Linked DNA regions of Mus musculus: regions 2, 3 and 4 are each linked to region 1. Evidence: chromatin contacts called from public HiChIP or PLAC-seq data. All regions are on one chromosome and are shown on one strand. Each heading gives the region's core, a stretch centred on a gene start, on an enhancer-like site or on the middle of the called end of the contact. The rest is flanking DNA. Distances are from core to core; before and after follow the strand shown.

Region 1 (4,898 bases), core at 726-3,225:
TGGCTTTCCTATTCTTAAAAAAAAAAAAAAAAAGATTTAGATAAAGAACCTGAATTAGCTTTCTCCAGCTGTACTGCCAAATTTTGCCTCTCAAGGACTGGGATTAAAGTGGTGTACCACCATGCCTGCATCACCATGCCTGTATCACCATCACCGTGCCTGCACCACCAAGCACCACCATGCACCATCATGCATCACCACGCCTTCATCACCATGCACCACTATGTACTACCATGCCTGCACCACCATGCACTACCATGTCTTCATCACCATACACCACCATGCCTGAACCACCATGCTTGCACCACCATGCACCACCATGCCTCCACTACCATGCACTACCATGCACCACCATGTCTTCAGCACCATACCTGCACCACCATGCATCACCACGCACCACCATGCTTGGTGGTTTTGAATTTTCTTTTTAAGTTTTGTCATACTCAGTTTTTTTTTTTTTTTTTTTTTTTTTTTTTTTTTTTTTTCTTTTTTCCGGAGCTGAGGACCGAACCCAGGGCCTTGGGCTTGCTAGGCAAGCACTTTACCACTGAGCTAAATCCCCAACCCCCATACTCAGTTTTTTAAAGACTTACTTATTTTATGTATATGAGTATATTGTAACTGTCTTCAGACACACCAGAAGAGAGCAATAGATCAATGCTCTTAATGGCTGAGCCATCTCTCCAGCCCCCACACTCAGGGGTTTTTTTTTTTTTTTAGATTTATTTATTTATTTATTTCATGTATATACTGTAGCTGTCTTCAGATATTCTGGCACACCAAAACAGTACATTGGATGTGAGCCACCATGTGGTTGCTGGGAATTGAACACAGGACCTCTGGAAGAACAGTCAGTGCTCTTAACCTCTGAGCCATCTCTCCAGCCCTGACACTCAGTTTTTAATTCATTTGTGTTTAAGACTTTTCCAAAGGCCAAAAGTTTTTTTTTTTAAAGGGTGCTTTCTTCTATAATAATAAACACATGTATTTTATTTATTTCTTTATTTGTCTATTTATTTATTTATTTTGGGGTTCATTTTGGGTGTTGTTTGTTTTTGTTTGTTTGAGACAATGTGTCTCTACATAGGCCCTGGTTGTCCTGGAACTCAGTATGTAAACCAGGCTGCCTTGAATTCAACAGAGATCTGCCTGCCTCTGCCTCCCAAGTGCTGGGACAAACAAAGTTCTAAAATGAGGCCTTACATATTGTTGGAAAAAATGAAGACTTACAAAATTGGTTAGTTACCTTGTAATCTCTACTCTAAACTTAAATCATATAAACATTGAAAGGTGAACTCGAGACACATAAGCCCAGCAACAATTATCCACTTAGACCAAAATGTCCTGTATTAAGGGATGCACCACTAAGAAGCAAGGAATATGAACCACAGAGAAAACATTAACAGAAATAATGCTTTTGCTTTCCTTTTAAATATGGAGCTTAATGATTCAATGAGCAGAGATCCTAAACCTAACATTGCTTGTTGGTGAAATACTAGCTTTATTTTGATGACTGTAGAATGTACATATACTTATGTACACTTAACATATGTTAGAAATTAAAATCTCAATATTTAAATACCAAATTTATTTAAAATACCAAAAATATGTTATACATTAGCAATTATCCCAACACTGGCAACAAAATATACATAGACTCTGTATGTGTGTCTGTGTGTGGTGTGTGTGTGTCTATGTGTCCGCATGTGTGTCTCTCTCTGTCTCTGTATCTGTCTCTGTGTCTGTCTTTCTGTCTCTTTTTTCTGTCTTTCTCTCTGTTTCTGCCTCTGTCTGTGTTTCCGCCTCTGTATCTCTGTCTCTCCCTCTGTGTCTCCCTCTCCCCCTCTCCCCCTCTCCCCCTCTCCCCTTCTCCCTCTTCCCCTCTCCCCCTCTCCCCTTCCTCTCTTCCTCTCTCTTTCTGTGGCGCGCATGCGTATACAAAAGCAAGACTTCATTTCCCACAATTCTTCCTGTACTTCCGGCGTGGCCCAGTAGCGGGATCGCTCGGCTTCCGGGTTCGGGCCTGTCGCTGTGGTAGAGGCGGCGGCGCCGGGGGTGGCCGGTAGGGACTCGGGCTACAAGAGTAGGGGCTCCGGGCATGGACGTTTCGGGGCAGGAGACCGACTGGCGTAGCGCCGCCTTTCGGCAGAAGCTGGTCAGCCAAATGTGAGTGTGGCCTGGGGCAAGGACCGGTGGTCGGACCTTCCGGGCGGGGAGGGTGAGGCCGGGCTAGACCCGCTCTTGACCCTGGTCAGAAGCTGCGGTGTCCGCTGGGTGCCGGGGACGTACAAGGGTCCTCCTGGAGTCTCTCTGGCCTTTCTCGGCAGACAGGGACTGCTGGCTAGTTTTTCTGGGGAGGAACTCTGCAAACCCAGCTAGTGCCCTGGCTAGTGAGTCATCGTCCTGAGCCGCCTCGTCATTTGTGTGCAGATTTTCCTTTGCTTCGATTCGCACCGAATATAGAAAGAGAATGAGGCAGCCAGAGATTTTACACGGGTGCCGCGTGGCTTCTTTTATAAAATAAATAAATAAAACGAAAACCACATCAATGAGTTGGAGGAGGCTGGAAGGAAGGTAAATTGGAAGATTGATGTGTTTGGGTTGTAGGCAGTGGAATAGAAGAGTGCTCCGGTTTCTTCCACAAGGTGTGTCAACTTGGCCAAAGGGTAGCAGGAAATAGCTGTGGGAACTTCGGGAGTGAAGGGCAGGGATGCCCTCTGCCCACGGAGCACTGCAGAGTGCTTGTTGCACTTAGCCATTTTACTGAGTTTCCTAAAGTGTTCAGAAAATTGCCTGTGGCACAGCTTTTCCCCTGAGGGTTGGTACTGTCTGTCTGTAAAGAAACAGTACAGTCGTGCCAATGCTCAGTCATTTTTGTGGGTGCTAAAGTGTCAGTTGAGTAGACTGGAGCAGCCTCGAGTAGGTGACAGATTGAGCTCTAGAGAGAAAAGTAGGAGGGTGACAGGCCACCATTCCCAGCAGATGATTGTGAAAGCATCAGGATGGACGGCTGTAGGTGGAGAGTTCTGGGTCTTTGAAGCAAAGTAGTCAAGGATACATCATGAGGATGAGCAGATGCTGGCATGGTTAGTGTTGGGTGTTTTGGGCAAACAACTTGTACCCGTGGTTTTTTGTTTGTTTGTTTGTTTGTTTTTTAGTTTTTCGAGACAGGGTTTCTCTGTGTAGTCCTGGCTGTCCTGGAACTCAGAAATCTGCCTACTTCTACCTCCCAAGCGCTGGGATCACTGCCCGGCCCTTCCTCCAGTGTTTTACACGTGGTCTGCCTTGAGGTGGTGCAGCATTAGTGTTGGGAAGGCCCCTGAGTCCCTGGAGATGAATTAGGGACCCAAGAGAGGCCAAATAGGCAATTTGGGGAGTTTTTTTCCTTTGGAAGGGTTGGTGGGGGTTCTGTCTTTTTTTCATTTAGATCATATGGTCTCATGAGTTGATTGTAGAAGACTTGGTTGGCAGAGATCATAAAGACCAGTATTAAGTGCTGAACTTGAAAGAGGAAGACAGATTCCAGAGAAAGAGGAATGAATATGTGGACAATTGGTGACTAACTGGATGGAGGGGGTGGGGTGGGGTGGGGTGGAGTGAAGCAATGGACTAAATCGGGGAAGCATCAGTACAGTGGAGGGAGTGGGTACTGTGTCAGTGGCTTGGTACCGCCGCACAATAACCCTTGCACGGTTTTGCAGACAGTTCAGCAAACAAGTGTTTTGTTTCTTAATTGTTTTAGATTTAATTTATTTATATGAGTGTTTTGCTTGCCTGTATATAAGTGAACCATGTATATCTGATGATGTCAGAGGTCAGAAGAGCGTATAAGATTCCCTGGGATTGGAGCTACAGGGGGTTATGAACTGCCCTGTGAATTCTGGGAATCGAACCTGCTTCTTCTGTAAGAGCTCAGTGTGAGTGCTTCTAACCTCTGAGCCAAGTCTCCAGCCCACAAGTGCAGTATTGATGTACTTGAGTTATCTCTAAGTGAAGTCTTGAGAAATGGTCTGAGCTCCAGGGCAAGGATTCTTTGGGAAAGCCCAGTACAGTGGATCTGGAAGAGCAAGTTGTTATCACAGACAGTAGGGGAGAGCTGCAGAAGTATCTGAGGTCTGAGGGAAGACTGAAGTATACTGGATACACTGTAATGCCTTGTGAGTCCTGAGGTGCTTTCTACCTCTGTAAGATACTGCACTTGTATATTATTTTGTTTTGCTGTAATAACAATTACCATGCACTTAGCATCTTAAACAACACAGATTTATATTTGATCTTTTTTTTTTTTATGTCAGAGGCTCATGTAAGATTTGGTAGGTGTTAGTTTCAGGGTTGAAATCAATACGATGGCAATATACACATTTTTTAAATTTATTATTTATTTTTTTTATTTTTTTGGTTTTTCGAGACAGGGTTTCTCTGTATAGCCCTGGCTGTCCTGGAACTCACTCTGTAGACCAGGCTGGCCTTGAACTCAGAAATCTGCCTGCCTCTGCCTCCAGAGTGCTGGGATTAAAGGCATGCGCCACCACTGCCTGGTAATTACATTTCTTGATGGAACCTTTGGAACAGAATCTGCTTTCAACTCCATTCAAGTTGCTGTCCAAATTCTATTCCTTACACTTGTAAAACTGAGGTATCCTCTTTCCTGCCTATTTGTCAGGGGCCAGTTTTTGTTCCTGGAGGTTGATTGTATCTTGTGCTTTCTTTGTGGCCTAGTCTAACATTGGCTGGTTTCTCTGACACTCACCAAATTCAGGTAGAGAACATCCTGTGCACTTCCCAGATCAGTTTGGAACAATGGAACACAATCGTTAGTCTGTATCTTCAATCACAGCTATGCGGTCATTTTTTGAGATACAGTGAAAGATAGTCACAGGTTCCAGGGACTGGGGCCT
Region 2 (4,898 bases), core at 759-3,258, 470 kb before region 1:
CTGTGGGAATGACTGGGTAGGGCATTGTGGGCCGCTTGGAGTTTGGCTCTTGATTTCTACCTCTGCATATGGCTGCACATGTTCACTAGTGACCTCCAAATGACTGGGGAGGGTTGGGGGGGGGCTCATAGTGCCTGTCATACCAGGAGCTGAGGGGGTGGCAGGATTAAGGATCTCTGGTTTAGGGGCCTCGCCCAAGCAGGGTGTGGGCCTGGGCAGTGCTGAATCCAGGGTGTGATTTTATCCCAGGAGTGGGAGCTGTTGGTGAGAAGAGTGAGCAGCGCTTCCCTCCTGGACATGGCCTCTGTGTGGATCCCCACCAGGGGATGGAGCCTGTTGGTAGTGCTCCCTGGCTAGCTCCGTTAGAAACACTTTTATGGGCTGTTAATTGTTATGCTCCCGTTTAATTCTGGGTGTCATTGCATGTCAGCCAAGCCCGACAGGCTGGGATTTATGCCTTGAAATTATGGGGCTTGGGTTGTTCAGAGGTAAAACAATTACCCATCAATCAGCCACCAATCGGCCTGAGTTAGGCCTGGCAGCCCTGTTAGCAAGTGTGGGTATCCACAGCCCTGAGAAGACCTTCAAGAAGAAGAACTGACTTTGAGAACAAGGTAGGCTGGGCAGGGTCCTGCCCCAGTAAGCTTGTCTGTCAGGACTCAACTCTAAGAAGGTGGCCCTGCTATGTTCTAACTGTTGGGATCAGTGACTTAGCCTCCCACTCATATGTTGTGACTGTGATCCCAGGGATGCTGATGGTAACCAGCTCAAAGATGCTGCAGAGTTGCAGAGAGGGAGAGGTGATGTGCCCAGTATGCTGAGGGGCCCTGGCTCGCTTCTGTCAGTCTTCTGCCAGCTCTGGGGTGTCACAAGGAAGACACAAGTACAAAGGGAGTGCTGGGGCTGCCAGCTGCGGGGACTATACCACCAGAGCCCCAATACCTTCCTATGGGTACAGAGGCAGATGAGGCCCTGCTAAAAGTGGGGAGGTAGTCCACAGTAGGGCATTGCCAGGAACAGCCTTTGATAAAAGTTCTGCACTTGCTCGGACCTTATTGGAGGTGCTGGAGTCCCCAAGAGGCACAGGGGAAGAGGGGACTCTGAGCAAAAGACCAAGAAGCCTCCATCTTCCTTGCTGCACTCCAGCCACAGCAGGAACAGGGCCCAGCACCTGCTCTGCAGACCCAGGTCTCCTCTCCATCAGTTCACATCCTCAGGTATTATCTTGCTACCCAGCAGTACCTGCTCTACCATCTATACCTGCCCCAGCTGCCCCTGCCCATCTCACCTCCCCAGCTGCCCTACCTGCCCCAGCTGCCCCTGCCCATCTCACCTCCCCAGCTGCCCTACCTGCCCCAGCTGCCCCTGCCCATCTCACCTCCCCAGCTGCCCCAGCTGCCCCTGCCCATCTTACCTCCCCACCTGCTCCAGCTGCCCCAGCTGCCCCTGCCCATCTCACCCCCCCCCCTTGATTTGCCCCAGCTGATGATATCACCGGGCACAATATGACTGTTAATTACTGAACTGGATGGCACTCTCCACGTGGGCTGGAGTAAACGTGAATTCCTCCCAGGCTTATGTCCTCCTGGGGTCATGTACTGGCAGGGGTCATATTCCTGGGACATGTGTACTAGGACCCAAGTGAGTCTCCTGCACAGTGTCCTCCTCACAGGCAGACTCCATTTAGCAGCAGAGCCTCCTACATTTTGTATTGAAATATTTTAACAGGAGAAAAAAGTCTTGTTTTCATTTCCTCAGTCACATGCTAATTGGCCCGCGCTGCTATGAGCAATTACCACAATCTAGGACTGGCTTCAGTCTATTCTAACTTCCTTGAAAGTCAAGGAGCTGTGACACCCGTGAGTCATTCACACTTCATCTTCCAGTCACTGTCTTTGCTTCCCCACCCTGAATGCCAACCTGCTGGTGGGTGAGGCCCTCCAGGGAACTGTGGAGCTGTGGGCGGGGCTTGGCCTCACCCACGTTTTCTTTCAATAGACTTGCCTGGGCCCATGGAGCTGGCTGTTGTCTGCTCTCCCAGTCCCAGCTGGCTGTCCAGGCTGGGCCCAGCAATGTGGTAGGAAATGCTCCCTAAAGCCCATGCTGGGACTCTTGGGGTAGCCGTGGCTTTGATTTTTAGACCGTGCAGACACCTGGGGAGAAGCAGGCTATACAGTCCAACGAGAGTTGCTGGGTGCTGAGGCCCACCCAGGGCTACGGTGGACACCTGTTATGAGAGAGGGAAGGGTGGAGCCTTGCGGGGTTTTGGCCAGAAAAGACTGGAGCTGGCTGGCTGGCAAAGATCAGCTCATTCTCCCCAGGGCAGCCCCAGGACTCCCGTCCACAGCTCTTGCACCCACGCCCAGTCCAGGCCTCATCCTGCCATGCCTGGGTAGCCACACTGGCATTTGGTATCTGGGGAGCTGCTGACAGTGCGTGTTCTGCCTGCTGACAAAGCACTGCTAGCCTATTTGGAAATGTCAGGCTGGCGGGTGGCAAGCCCAGCCAGTACCCGACTCCTGACCATGATGCTGGATGAGCTGCAGCCCCAGCAATGGAGCCAGGCAAGTGCTGAGAGGCACTACTGAGGGTTTGAGCTCTGGGTGGGCTACAGGCTGTGGGAAAGCAGCCCTGGGCTGACCCCGCCTCTGATGGATGAGGGCTCCGAGACACAGCTGCGGTGGACTGGTTGATGTGGAAGAGCAATGGTACACTGGGGACCCTACGGTATCCGAGGGAGGTTTATTGGCATCAGCTGATTTCCCAGGGGTCCTTGCTGGCAGTGGCCACTGTATTCCGAAGAACTGTGTGGGAGGGGAAGGTGTGAAGTGAGCACTGTCTCTGGCCTGCCTGAGCCTGAGCAGAGCTGTGTGACGGGCACATGGTAAACCAGGAAAGCTGGTGGATCTTCAGTGCTGGAAGCTGGCCCAGAAGGATGGGAGACAAACTCTCAGGCTGAGGGGCGCAGCTTTTGTGCTTTCTGGTCCCTTGTGCAAGGGCTGGCCTTTGCAGCCATGTTTTGGCTCTCCTGTCCTGTCTACTGGACACAGGGCTCTGTGACCCTCCATGGCAGTTACTTCCCTGGGTCCGGCAATACAGATACTTTGGGCCCCGATTCCTATGAGGACTGCCACACTGCTGTGCCTAGGCCGTGCCTTGACTTTGTGTGTAAGGACAGACACCTCCCAACTGGGGAATTTCAGTTGGATCTCCTTATAGCACCAGTTCAGGAACAAGGGGTTTCTAGTTGCCACCCCACAGTCTTTCCCACCTCTGTTCCTGTTGGGTCGGGCTCTCTGGAGACAGTCACCACACAGGACTGGACAAACACGTGGGGCAGGAGCCCTGCTGTGACCCTGGAGGCTCCTCCTCTCTTCAGGGGTGAGGTGGGAGTGGGGGTAGGGGGTGGGGGGGGGAGGGTAAGGCAATGTGGGGGGAATGGGAGTTGTGGCTCCAAGGGACACACCAGGGCTGGAGACACAGAGAGGGCTGTGTGTGCCTGTGCATGGGGTACGGTTGGTTTGGATTCCTGGAAACATGGTGTCCTCTGCATACTCTCCAGTTGCTGTGACAAAGTACCTGAGGAGAGCAACTTAAGAAAGAAATGTTTTACCGTGGCTCACAGCTTGAGGGTGCGTTCCCCCACGGCAGGAATGCGCAGGAACTGGAGGTGGCAGGCGGGTCGTCTCTCCCCAGCTAAACTCTCTGGAGCTGCACTTACAGACCCCACAATGCTGTCTCCTGCACGGCTTTATTTTCTATTTAAGACTTTCATATATGCATACACTATATTTGATGATATTTACTTCCATTCCCTGCTCCGACTTTTCCTAAAACCTGCCCCATATCCCCCTCCTGATTTCATGTCCTCTTTGTTTTTATGTATGTATGTATGTATGTATGTATGATGTATTCATGCATGTATGTATGTATGTATGTGTATGCCTGCATGAATGGATGTATTGGTCTCCTCAGAGGCCATCAGATCCCCTGGCACTGGAGTTACAGGTGATTGTGAGCTGCCATGGAGGCTGGTAACTAAATCTGGATCATGGTCTAACACCAGAGCCATCTCTCCAGCCCCCTCTTATAAAAACCTGCAAGGTTATTCTGAATCCAGTCAAGTTGACAGTGAAGTGTCAAGGTGGGTGGTGAGACCACCTCATGAATGGTGGGCCTCCATGAACAGGAGGAGGATGCCTGAGCCCACTCTGGCCACAGGCTGTCTAGGTTTTGAAATGCTTCTGTCCTTCCACTTAGATCCTCACTCTCAGGCTTTGCCTGGAGACAGCTGCCACATCCAAAGGGCACCACATACAAATACTGACCTTACAAGAGGCTTCTGGGTATGGGCTTTTATGGCTACAATGAATGCATGGGTCAGTCCCAGGACCCCTTGGGTAGGTCAGGCTTCAGAACCAGGGGTTAATAGTTTGAGATGTCTGAAGGTTGAATGACCAAGTGCTGGCTGCAGTTAGTGTTCTCCCATGCCCATGGACCCTGAGAGGTGTGTGCATCTCCCTGAGTAACATCCATTCTGCCTAGGAATCAGTTCAGGAGAGGCAAGTCTGTCTTTTAATTAAGGAAGGGCCTTTCGCAAGTCTGAACTTTTATCCTGAGCACTTTCTCCTGGTTGCTGTGCTTGAGATGGGGGGACACCCACCAAGGCACTGACAAGGCCTGCGCTGTTTAAAGGCTGAGCCACGCGGAGCCTATCTCTCCTGTTCAGGCCAGTGGGTGGGCTGGATGTCCTATGGCTTTGCTCAAAACAACAGGAAAACTGCCAGCTGTCATTTGGGTGGGAGTTGTCTTGCTATTGAAGTGAAGCTGGGATTGAGGCCTACTTACTGATGTGGATGGATGAGGCTCCTATAGGTCTATCTGGAAAAAAATCACCA
Region 3 (4,898 bases), core at 1,282-3,781, 450 kb after region 1:
CTGTGGTTATAGCTTAGCATTCACAAGTGCTGAGCTGAGTTCAATCCCCAGAACAGAATAAACCATCCCTGGTGGCTCATGCCTATAATCCACTCAGGAGCAGGGAGGTAGGTCAAGGTCACTCAGCTGTATAGTGAGTTCAAAGCTGGGATGAAACCCCACACACCTATAAATAAACAAGTAGTCTAGAGTTTATTGGAAATTCAACCCAGATTAATTTCCACTCAGCAGGGCAATCCTTATCTACTGCATGTTCCCCACAAAGCCCACGGTGGCAAGCATACACTACCCGGTGTGTTCAGATGCTGTGAGGGAGGTATGGCGAACTCGAACCTGCCCAAGAGGGAACCCCAACGTTGAAGTAGATCTGGAGTAACTGTGCATCCGCATCCAGGGAAAATAATCCACCCACTACGGAGGGGACCCGACAGGCCAGCACCCACACCCATCCTACCCAAAGCTCAGGTTCAGAAGAGCCCCCTAGAGGGGTCAGGCTGCGGCCTGGACACAAGCAGCCCCGCCACAGACAGGCACCCCTGCACTCAGGTGATATCGGAACAGACGAACTTCACCCCCACCCTTTTCATATAAGCAGGCACCCAGAAAACACAAAGGAGACAGAGGTACAAGCGGCCAAAGCCGACATGATGCACTCTAGGCAGGCAGCAATCCGCGCGCACGCAGCTCAAGTAAAGGCGACAGCGTGTAGCGCAGCCGGCGGAAGACCGCGTCAGAGCCGAGACTCTGGAGCCCCGGGCCAACGGCGTCAGGCTTCGCCAGCACCACGTAAATCAGCGGCAGCACCAGGAAACCCAGCGGGAGCAGCAGCAACGTCTGCAGTGCGCTCAGCGCCCACAGCCTGCAGAACCACCAACGGACAGGTGGGTGGTGGCTCTGGGACCCGGAACCCGGACCGCCCAACCCCCACTAGCCACTCACCTGAGGCTTCCCGCGCCTGTACCACCGAACAGTCGCTTTTCCTGCAGAGAAAGGGCTGTATCCAGTTTTTTGCCTGGGCAGCCGCTAGGCTCTAGCCAAATCTAGTGGGCAGGTACCAGCTTCAGCCCGCGCTTCCCAGCCCACGCTCACGCAGTCAGCCCTGGCCACCTCCTCCATGAGTGAGCCCGCGCAGTCCTGCACCGGACGAGGCTCTGAGTTCCACCTGCAGGACAGGCGCGGAGATGAGCCACCAGGCTGGGCCTAGCACCTTCCGACGCCCTCCAAGTCCCAATTCTTACGGTTCCGAGCCACCGCGCGTAGCCTCCAGCGCAGCTGCTGCCTCCATCACTTTCCCCTGCAGCTCCTGAAGGATGGCAATAGGGATTCAGGGCAGAGGATGCGCTACATCGCGAGTCAGAGAGTAAGGAAGAAAGAGTCGAGGCCGCAGGGCATTCGAAAGAGAACCGCTGTCAGAAACGAGGGGTCACACCTGCAGGACTCCACTCTGCTCCTGGAAGCTGGCCCAGGCCTCTTCTGTCCGCTGCGCACCCTAGAAGCCAGGGGCTTGGTATGAGCATCGCAATGACAGGCCCTCCCCACACGCCTTCCCCCCCCCCCCCAGAGTCCAGCGCCATTCGCACCTGCCGCAGGTCCTCTGCCTGCATGCTGAATTTGGCCTCCGCCAGCTCCAGATGTTTCTTCGGGAGGATTCAAGTGATGTCAAGAACCTGAAGTCCTCGCACACCACTGGGCCTCGAGGCTCGGTCCCCGGCCTTGAAGGCTGATACTCTGCCCACAAATGCACATAACCCTGCCCACAGCCATACTCCGCCCACAGCCCCGCCCAAGTACCTGCAGCGCCACAAGCTGGTTCCCTAGTTGCTGCTCCGCTCGCTGTTGACTTAGCTGCTCCCCTCCATAGTAGAAAAGCTGGGGACCGAACTCGTGAGTGCCTGGCTCAAGGATCTTGGGGACTAGGGCATGATCTGAGACACTGCACGTACCTGACTGGACAGTTCCTCCCACTGTTCCTGCAGCTTCCGATTGTGTTGCTCCTGCGAACAGGGTCCAGGCTGTCTAGGCCCCTCCTCCAGCCTAGCCACCCCGGGAGCCGCCTCTTGCTCTTGCCCGCACCAGGTCCTGCCGGTGCTGCTCCGCCGCCTCCAGCAGCCCACGAGCCCGCTCCGCACGCTCCCGTGCCGCCTCACATGCCTCGCCTCGAATGGCTCGTGATGCTTGACTTCGTCTCCGCTGCAGGCTACACGGGGGAGGGGGAGAGGGGGCGGAGAATTGGTCTGGGATAAAACCAGGGAGCAAGATATTTTGGGAAGGAGCCGCCACCAGCCTGAGAGTTCCAGACTAGGGTCCCACTGCCTGGAGCGAGACTGCCAACAAGCCTGCCGGGGCCTCGGTGCCCTCGCACCTGCGCTCGCGCTCCCGCAGCTCCTCCAGGCGCCCGGTGAGGCTCTCGCTCTCGGCTTCCAGCCCACGCACCAGCTCTTCTAGCTCCTGCTTCCGCAGGCGGCCATCTCGGTTGTCCTTCTGCAGCTGCAGCAGCTGCTCCTGCGGCTCAGTCATGGCTCCAGAGCTCCGCCCCGACCTCCACCGCCTGGGTAACTTGGTGGCCCGCGTCACAATAGGCAGCAGAGGGCGCCCGAACCCAACCGAGACGGATCACGCCCGACCAATTCAGGTATACAAAGCCGGGCTTGGTTGCCCACATCTGTAATTCTATCTCTTGGAGGTGTGAGGGCACGAAGATCAGGAGTTCAAGGTCATCCTTTGCTACATACGGAGTTTGAAATTAGCCAAGGCTACATGCGGACCTGTCTCAAAAAAAAGAAAAACAAAACAAAAAACAAAAATATCACAGTCCAGATCTGATTGGTAAAAAGTTACTAAAGTTCTAAGGAAGGACCAGACTTGATGGTCCGTACCTTGTAATCCCAAAATACTAGAGGCTGAGGCAAGATCACCTAGAGTTCAAGGTCAGCCTAGAGGTCTAAACAAGACCCTGACTCAAAAGAAAATGAGGGCCGGGTGTGGTGGCCCACGCCTTTAATCCCAGCACTTGGGAGGCAGAGGCAGGCGGATTTCTGAGTTCAAGGCCAGCCTAGTCTACAGCCTGAGTTCCAGGACAGCCAGGGCTACACAGAGAAACCCTGTCTCGAAAAAACAAACAAACAAACAAAAACCAAAGAAAAAAAGAAAGAAAAAATGAGAGGGTTTGAGAGATGGCTCAATGGTTAAGAGCACTGACTGCTCTTCCAGAGGTTCTGAGTTCAATTTCCAGCAACCACATGGTGATCCACAACCATCTATAATGGGATCTGATACCCTCTTCCGGTGTGTCTGAAGACAGCTATAGTGTGTGAGTGTGTGTGTATGTGTGTGTGTAATCTTTTTTTTTTTTTTTTTTTTTAAAGAAGGACTGAAGACATGGCTCAGCGGTTAAGAGTATTGACTGCTCTTCTAGAGGTCATAAGTTCAATTCCCAGAAATCACATAGTGGCTCACAACCATTTGTAATGGGATCTGATGCCCTCAAGACAGTGACAATGTACTCATATAAATAAAAATAAATAAGTCTTTAAAAATAAATAAATTAGCCAGGCGGTGGTGGCACACGCCTTTAATCCCAGCACTCGGGAGGCAGAGGCAGGCGCATTTCTGAGTTCGAGGCCAGCCTGGTCTACAGAGTGAGTTCCAGGACAGCCAGGGCTATACAGAGAAATCCTGTCTCAAAAAAAAAATAATAATAATAATAAATAAAAATAAATAAATCTTAAGAGCCACAGTAGCTGTAACTACTGTAACTACAGGCTAAACCAGGTGTGCCTCACCTTAGATTCTGAGTGACCAAGCAGGGAGTGCTAAACTTTTGAGAAAAACATTTTTTTGTTGCTGTTGTTTTTTCGAGACAGGGTTTCTCTGTGTAGCCCTGGCTGTCCTGGAACTCACTTTTGTAGACCAGGCTGGCCTTGAACTCAGAAATCTGCCTGCCTCTGCCTCCCAAGTGCTGGGATTAAAGGCATGCGCCACCGTGCCCGGCTTGAGAAAAACATTTAAAATTAAAATTTTTAATGTTTTTCTCCCCCATGTGCTATGAAACTTTGTCGTGGTCTCAGTGGCTGGATTTTCCCTAGCATAGTGCCGTGCTGAGTGGTGCTGAAGGACCTGGGAGGACCTGGGTGCTAGGGTGGCCTGATGGTCTCTTTTCTCCATGGTTTCAGCTCTAGAGAACCTTTGATTGGGCTTGTGTGGTATGAGTAAGAAAAGGAGGGATGTAGTTTTGTGATCTAGGGGTTCTGTTAGCTCAAGGGGTCTCATTCTGCAGCCAGGCTGGTCTTGACACAACCCCTTACTTCCCTAGGAACCTGCTTAATCATTTTCTTCAATTTATTTCTCTCTCTCTCTCTCTCTGTGTGTGTGTGTGTGTGTGTGTGTGTGTGTGTGTGTGTGTGTGTATACCACATCTGTGCAAATGCCTCAGCAGTCCATCAGATCCCTTGAAGCTGGAATTCCAGCAGTTGTGAGCCACCTATGTGGGTGATGGGAACTAAAGTCAGTGCTCTGGAAGAGCAACAAGTGCTCCTAACTGCACACTGGACCTTTTCACACTCTGTGGTGATATAATCTCTCTAAAGATTTTAAGAAGCTAATTTATTCCATAATTTAGAGGACATACTTTCTGGATGCTGTAATAAACCATTACAGCTTCATTAGATAGCCTGGGGCAGGAATCCTGCTGCAAATTCATAGCCAGCCTTTGCTACAGGGTGAGACTTTGTCTCAAACAGCCCCTCCAAAAAAACAAAAACAAAAACAATGAGTGCTTTTTGCTATGAATGGGCTGGGATATTGGTCAATGGAATCCCTGCACACACAAGGTTCAATTCCCAGTATCACGCACCAAGACATCAATTATTGATTTACAGGAAGGGCTGTGGGTTTTGATA
Region 4 (4,898 bases), core at 875-3,374, 270 kb after region 1:
AACAATTCTTTGTGTGTGAGTACTCACTCAGCACACGGAGGCTAAAGGACAACTCTGTGGGGGTGGGCTCTCTGTTCACATTCCCCTGGTGGGAACCAAAGGCAGGTAGGTCACCCAGCTTTCACTGCAAACACTTCCCCTCACTCATCATCAGGCTTAGCCTTCTCCACACTTCCTAAAATCCACTCGGTCTGGCAACGGTTAACCACCCCACCTTCATTATTCTATCCTAAAGAAGAAACTCTTTGGATTTAAGTAGGTGCCCTTAATTAATTATAGTATCTTTTCATTTTCAAAGTTCAGAGCAAATTTCACCTTTATGAAGTCGCCTCACCCTGAAAAATCTAAATCAGCCTTTAATTCTTTTTTTAGAAAATAGCTTAGAAATAAACTGGGCAGGAAAATATCTTTTAAAGTCTCTAGACACCTTTTCAATTCACACTGTATCATTTGATGATATTCGTTAGGGAAATTAAAGCAAATTATAAAATAATGCATTTTACTTGAAAAAGAGAACACTTGGGGATCAATATCTTTCTCTTTAAGACAGGGTCTTGCTACAGCTCAGTCTGACTTGGAATCAAGGTCCTCTTTCCTTAGGGGACTAGGGGTGTGTATCTATCTCAGCTAGCTCTACTTAGGGGTCTTTAAAGCATATGTTAAACCACTAGACTTAATTACAAAAAAAAAAAAAACTAAAATTGAATTAATGTAGAATTTAGGTAAATACACTTCCCACCCCTGAGGAAGGAACGGTGAGGATACAAATTTCTTCAAATATAATCCCACTGTCTTCTCTTGGTAATCCCAGTTTTAAAAATGAGTGCTAGAGAATCAGATTCTGAGATTTCTACACTTTCGATCCATTTTAAGGATTATTCCAAAGGCCGAAGGCCACTTTGTAACCTAAAGTTAGTTGAAAAATGCAGGAGTTACAAAAACCTTAAATGGTGTACAAGAATTTCGAGAAAGGAGGAGTCATGGCTATCTTCAGAATCTCAAGGAAGTCTATATTTTTAGCGTCGTTAATAAGCATTCTGCATTAGTATTACAGTCAAGTAAAGTGGCAAAACTGTGTATATATGTGGGGGGTTAGGGGTGCATTTAAACAATGCAAGCAGCACTGCTAAATGTCTAAATAAAATGCATCCTTTCATCCAATGACCCAGATCCTGATATTGGCCTTATAATCCGAATGTCTTCTGATTTAGAATGAGGAAAAGGAGTTCTATCCCCTACCCTACCCCCAAAATTTAATCTTTGACCGACCCTTCGCATCCGGTCAAGTTCTGAACCGGAGAAGGGCAGGAGCTCGCGTACCTGGGCGCCGGTTCGATTAAGGTGGTAGTGTCCAGGTAGTGGATCTTGTAGAACTCTAACAAGGCCGGCAAATGGTCAAACTCCTGGTCCCCGATCTTAAAGCGGCGGTTGGGCAGGGAGTTGATGATGTAGTGCGAGACACGCGAGTTCTCGGACACGGACAGTACATAGTCCCCGGGGCAGGTAGATGAGTCCCGGACTAGGAACATGCCATGGCGCTGGCCTTGGAGACGAGTCTGCGCCTCCTGGCGAGTCACTGGCCCCATGTACCAGGCAGAGCGGTCTGAAGAATCAAACCTGGCGGAGGACATGGTGTTGGGCTCGGGGATGGGCGGCGTCTGCGGCTCTCTTGCTTGGGAAGCCTTTACCCGCTGTCGGCTTTGGGGTCGAGGAAGGGCCTCTCAGAACACTTCGAGGAACAATCAGAGGGCTTGGTCAGGACGTTCCTCTAGGCTCCGGGCCCCGCAGCATCCTCCGCCACCGCCCTCCTGCACCGGGCCGCCTCACGGAGAGCCGGTCCGGGAACACTGGGCAAAGCCCCGGGGTCGAGGTGGGCGAAGCTGAGCAGTAGCGGAGGCCGCCTCGGGCTTCTCAGCTGGCCGGAGTACAGGGGAGGCTCCAGTGACTTCTGTCCTGGAACCCGCCGCCGGCTCCACAGCCTCAAGAGCCTGCACCGATCCCCGCGGTCACACGAAGCACCGCACTCCAACAAGAGTCGCGCCTCCCGAGCAGTCTTACCCAGCCCGCTCCCAATAGCCACAGCAACAAAATGGCGGACGCGGGAGAAGCAGCCGGGCACCTCCCCCTTGGTCCAGCGCATTCAATCTGCGCACGCGCGGAGCTGGGCTCTACCCCCTCCACCGCGGAGGCCCTTCCTTTGACGTCACTGGGCGCTGCCAATCAGGAGTGCGTTCGCGAGGGTCCCAGCGTGAGCCACTCGCGCGGGCTCCCGCGTTCCGGGAGGAGGCAGAGGGTCAGGCCCTTCCTGGACCGCAAAGCAGCCGCCGAGAAGCTGCTGCTGTCAGGCTTCCCGGGCTTGGCAGGAAAACAGCTGGAGCCGAGAGGGAACAGCGTTTTGAAAACCTGTTTCTGTGAACAAAGCGTAGAGTGGTTGCTGAGTGTCCGGCCAAGAAGGCGTGGCCGTCAGATGATTGCGAGCCAGAAGGCCCTGGTAAATCAGGTGGCTCAGGAAGGGCATGACCTAGGGAGTGAGGTGACCATCAAATAGGTTACTGAATAACCTATCAAATAACGCCTGCCCTAGGTGATCCTCCTTGGTACACGTGGAATGATGGTGAAGATCAGTTTGACTAATACTTTACGAGGAGGACAGTGTGTTGGTGAGGATGACTGGACACTACCGGCTGTAAAGTGTAACAAGTGAAATGCAACACCTGTGTCTGGCCTGAAGCCTGTTGCTCTGCAACAGTTCATTTCCTGCCATTCCACGTTGCTCAGTTTCAGCTCTGCCTCCCTTGACATATTTCTCCCTCCAACCCGACTAGTACCTATTTATTTAATTATTTGTTTGGTTTTTTAGAGACGGGGTTTCTCTGTGTAGTCCTGGCTGTCCTGGAACTCACTTTGTAGACCAGGCTAGCCTCGAACTCAGAAATCCGCCTGCCTCTGCCTCCCAAGTGCTGGGATTAAAGGCATGCGCCACCACTGCCCGGCCTATCTATCTATCTATCTATCTATCTATCTATCTATCTATCAAGATAGGAATTCTCTGTGTGGCCCTGGCTGTCCTGGAACTAACTCTGACCACCAACAGGCTAGGATGAAATTTTAATACCACAGAATACTGTCTTATTTACCTATATTTTGCCTGCCTTAAATCCACATCTAGTCTTGAATGATCAGAAATTTGTTAAATGAATGACTATTGTGAAAAATCACCACAAAAACAGATGCTGGATTATTGGTCATAGCATTCCCAAATTAGATAAACAGGAAGGCATGTCCCAAGCCAGTGGTGGTGACACATACCAATAATCCCATCACTAGGAGATGGAGGCAGGAGGATCATGAGTTCAAGGCAGCTGAGCTCTATGAAACCCAACAAAAATGGGGAGGAAGTTAGGGGAGGGAGAAATCTCAAAAGTGAGGAATACAGGAGAACTCCTACTTAGATCTCTATCACTAAAGTCTTGTTCTGGCCGTTTACATTTCCCATGTTTAGCAATTCTTAGATTGTAGGGTAATAACTGGTGATTCCATCCCAGTGGTAAGTAAGCGAAGGGGAAAATGTCAAGGTCTAGTGCCTTTTTGTAACTTGGCATAACCAGAGATGCTTCATGGGGGCTAGGAAGATGTCTCAGGAAGTAAGCTCTTGCCAGCCAAGCCTAAACACCTGAATTGGATCCCTGGGTCTGAAGATGGAAGGACAATCAACTTAAGGTGTCCTCTAAAATTCTGTGTAGAGTGGTAATACACATGCCTGCACTCACACAACACACACATAAATAAAAACATGCTTTCATATTGCTCTAGTCGCAAGTGAAATTTGTATAGCTCAGATATTTAATTTGACTGAGTTCAACTCATGGTTGAAGTTCAAATCAGTGACTAGATGGGCTATTCAGTCATTCTGTGCCTCACCATGAGACCTCCAGGACTTATCTTCTAGCCAGCTCTGGTGGTGCATGTATAATCCCAGCTCTCTTGTGGCAGAGGCAGGATTCAATTAGTTCCAAGTTTGAGGCCATCCTGGTCTATATATTAACACACAGGCCAGTGGTGGTACATTAAAAATACCCTGCCACAAAAAGAAGAAAAAATAACACAGGCTTATGATCTTAGCTCTCTCAGAGGTTGAGCAGGAGGATGGAAAGTTCGAAGCCAGCATAGGCAACATCATGTTTTTGAGATAGGCTTTCTCATTGGTATAGGGCCCACCAGGTAGATTAGGCTGGCTAAGCAGTGAATGGCAAAGTTGTAACTGCCTCTGCATTCCAACATTGATATCACAAACACATACCAACACACCTGGCTTTTTTCCTGAGAATTCTGAAGATGGGCTTGATCCTGTGCAGAAAACCAGCTGTGAGTTCATGAGGGCCACTACCATGTCATGACTAGAACAGGATATTTCATGCCACTCTCTTCCTATTTATTTTTTTTAAAGATTTATTATTATATGTAAGTACACTGTAGCTGTCTTCAGACACCCAAAAGAGGCATCAGATCTCATTACGGATGGTTGTGAGCCACCATGTGGTTGCTGGGATTTGAACTTGCGACCTTCAGAAGAGCTGTCGGTGCTCTTAACCGCTGAGCCATCTCTCCAGCCCTCCCTATTTATTTTTTAAAATTTTATATTATAAGCCAGGTGTGGTAGCTCATGCCTTTAATCCTAGCACTTGGGAGGCAGAGGCAGGCAGATTTCTGAGTTTGAGGCCAGCCTGGTCTACAAAGTGAGTTCCAGGACAACCAGTGCTACACAGAGAAACCCTGTCTCGAAAAACAAACAAACAAACAACAACAACAACAACAACAAAGAAGATTTATATTTTAGGAAAAAATAACGTTGGAATCTTGAAAAAAAAGATTTGTATTTTGGCTTGGCACAATGCTGC

What was found. HiChIP or PLAC-seq counts read pairs in DNA pulled down with a chosen protein or histone mark.
Region 2: a FOXA1 HiChIP or PLAC-seq map of pancreatic cancer cells shows a contact between it and region 1. The contact joins the enhancer-like site here to the promoter of Med15 in region 1. A contact is called at or near these places in 1 of 39 promoter capture datasets (the C10 cell line), 3 of 484 Hi-C or Micro-C datasets (embryonic stem cells and pro-B cells), 1 of 115 datasets of contacts at active chromatin or transcription factors (pancreatic cancer cells) and 1 of 9 other capture datasets (embryonic stem cells).
Region 3: a FOXA1 HiChIP or PLAC-seq map of pancreatic cancer cells shows a contact between it and region 1. The contact joins the promoter of Tmem191c here to the promoter of Med15 in region 1. A contact is called at or near these places in 1 of 39 promoter capture datasets (liver), 1 of 484 Hi-C or Micro-C datasets (CD4 T cells), 1 of 115 datasets of contacts at active chromatin or transcription factors (pancreatic cancer cells) and 1 of 9 other capture datasets (liver).
Region 4: an H3K4me3 HiChIP or PLAC-seq map of the SCID.adh cell line shows a contact between it and region 1, with 11 read pairs. The contact joins the promoter of Crkl here to the promoter of Med15 in region 1. A contact is called at or near these places in 3 of 484 Hi-C or Micro-C datasets (CD4 T cells, natural killer cells and uterus), 5 of 115 datasets of contacts at active chromatin or transcription factors (the SCID.adh cell line, effector CD8 T cells, embryonic stem cells and 2 more) and 2 of 9 other capture datasets (liver and pancreatic islet).

The regions. Positions count from the first base shown.
Region 1 is chr16:17,720,024-17,724,921 of GRCm38.p6, reverse strand. Med15 (mediator complex subunit 15) reads left to right here and starts at 1,975. Exons shown (of 18, transcript NM_033609.3): 1 at 1,975-2,166. The coding sequence starts at 2,099.
Region 2 is chr16:18,192,276-18,197,173 of GRCm38.p6, reverse strand. No RefSeq gene overlaps it. Among named protein-coding and RNA genes, the nearest start is that of 4933432I09Rik, 19 kb to the left of the region's middle. Within about 2 kb of position 2,008, at least 123 of the 459 cell types and tissues checked have an H3K27ac peak or open chromatin away from gene starts, as enhancers often do. A contact at or near this core is called in pancreatic cancer cells, where this site is marked.
Region 3 is chr16:17,273,933-17,278,830 of GRCm38.p6, reverse strand. Tmem191c (transmembrane protein 191C) reads right to left here and starts at 2,531. Exons shown (of 10, transcript NM_177473.3): 1 at 2,363-2,531; 2 at 2,074-2,197; 3 at 1,944-1,994; 4 at 1,792-1,869; 5 at 1,581-1,637; 6 at 1,430-1,489; 7 at 1,239-1,303; 8 at 1,090-1,162; 9 at 940-980; 10 at 170-859. The coding sequence starts at 2,517. The coding sequence ends at 655.
Region 4 is chr16:17,449,211-17,454,108 of GRCm38.p6, reverse strand. It overlaps Crkl (v-crk avian sarcoma virus CT10 oncogene homolog-like), which reads right to left and starts at 2,124. Exons shown (of 3, transcript NM_007764.5): 1 at 1,321-2,124. The coding sequence starts at 1,631.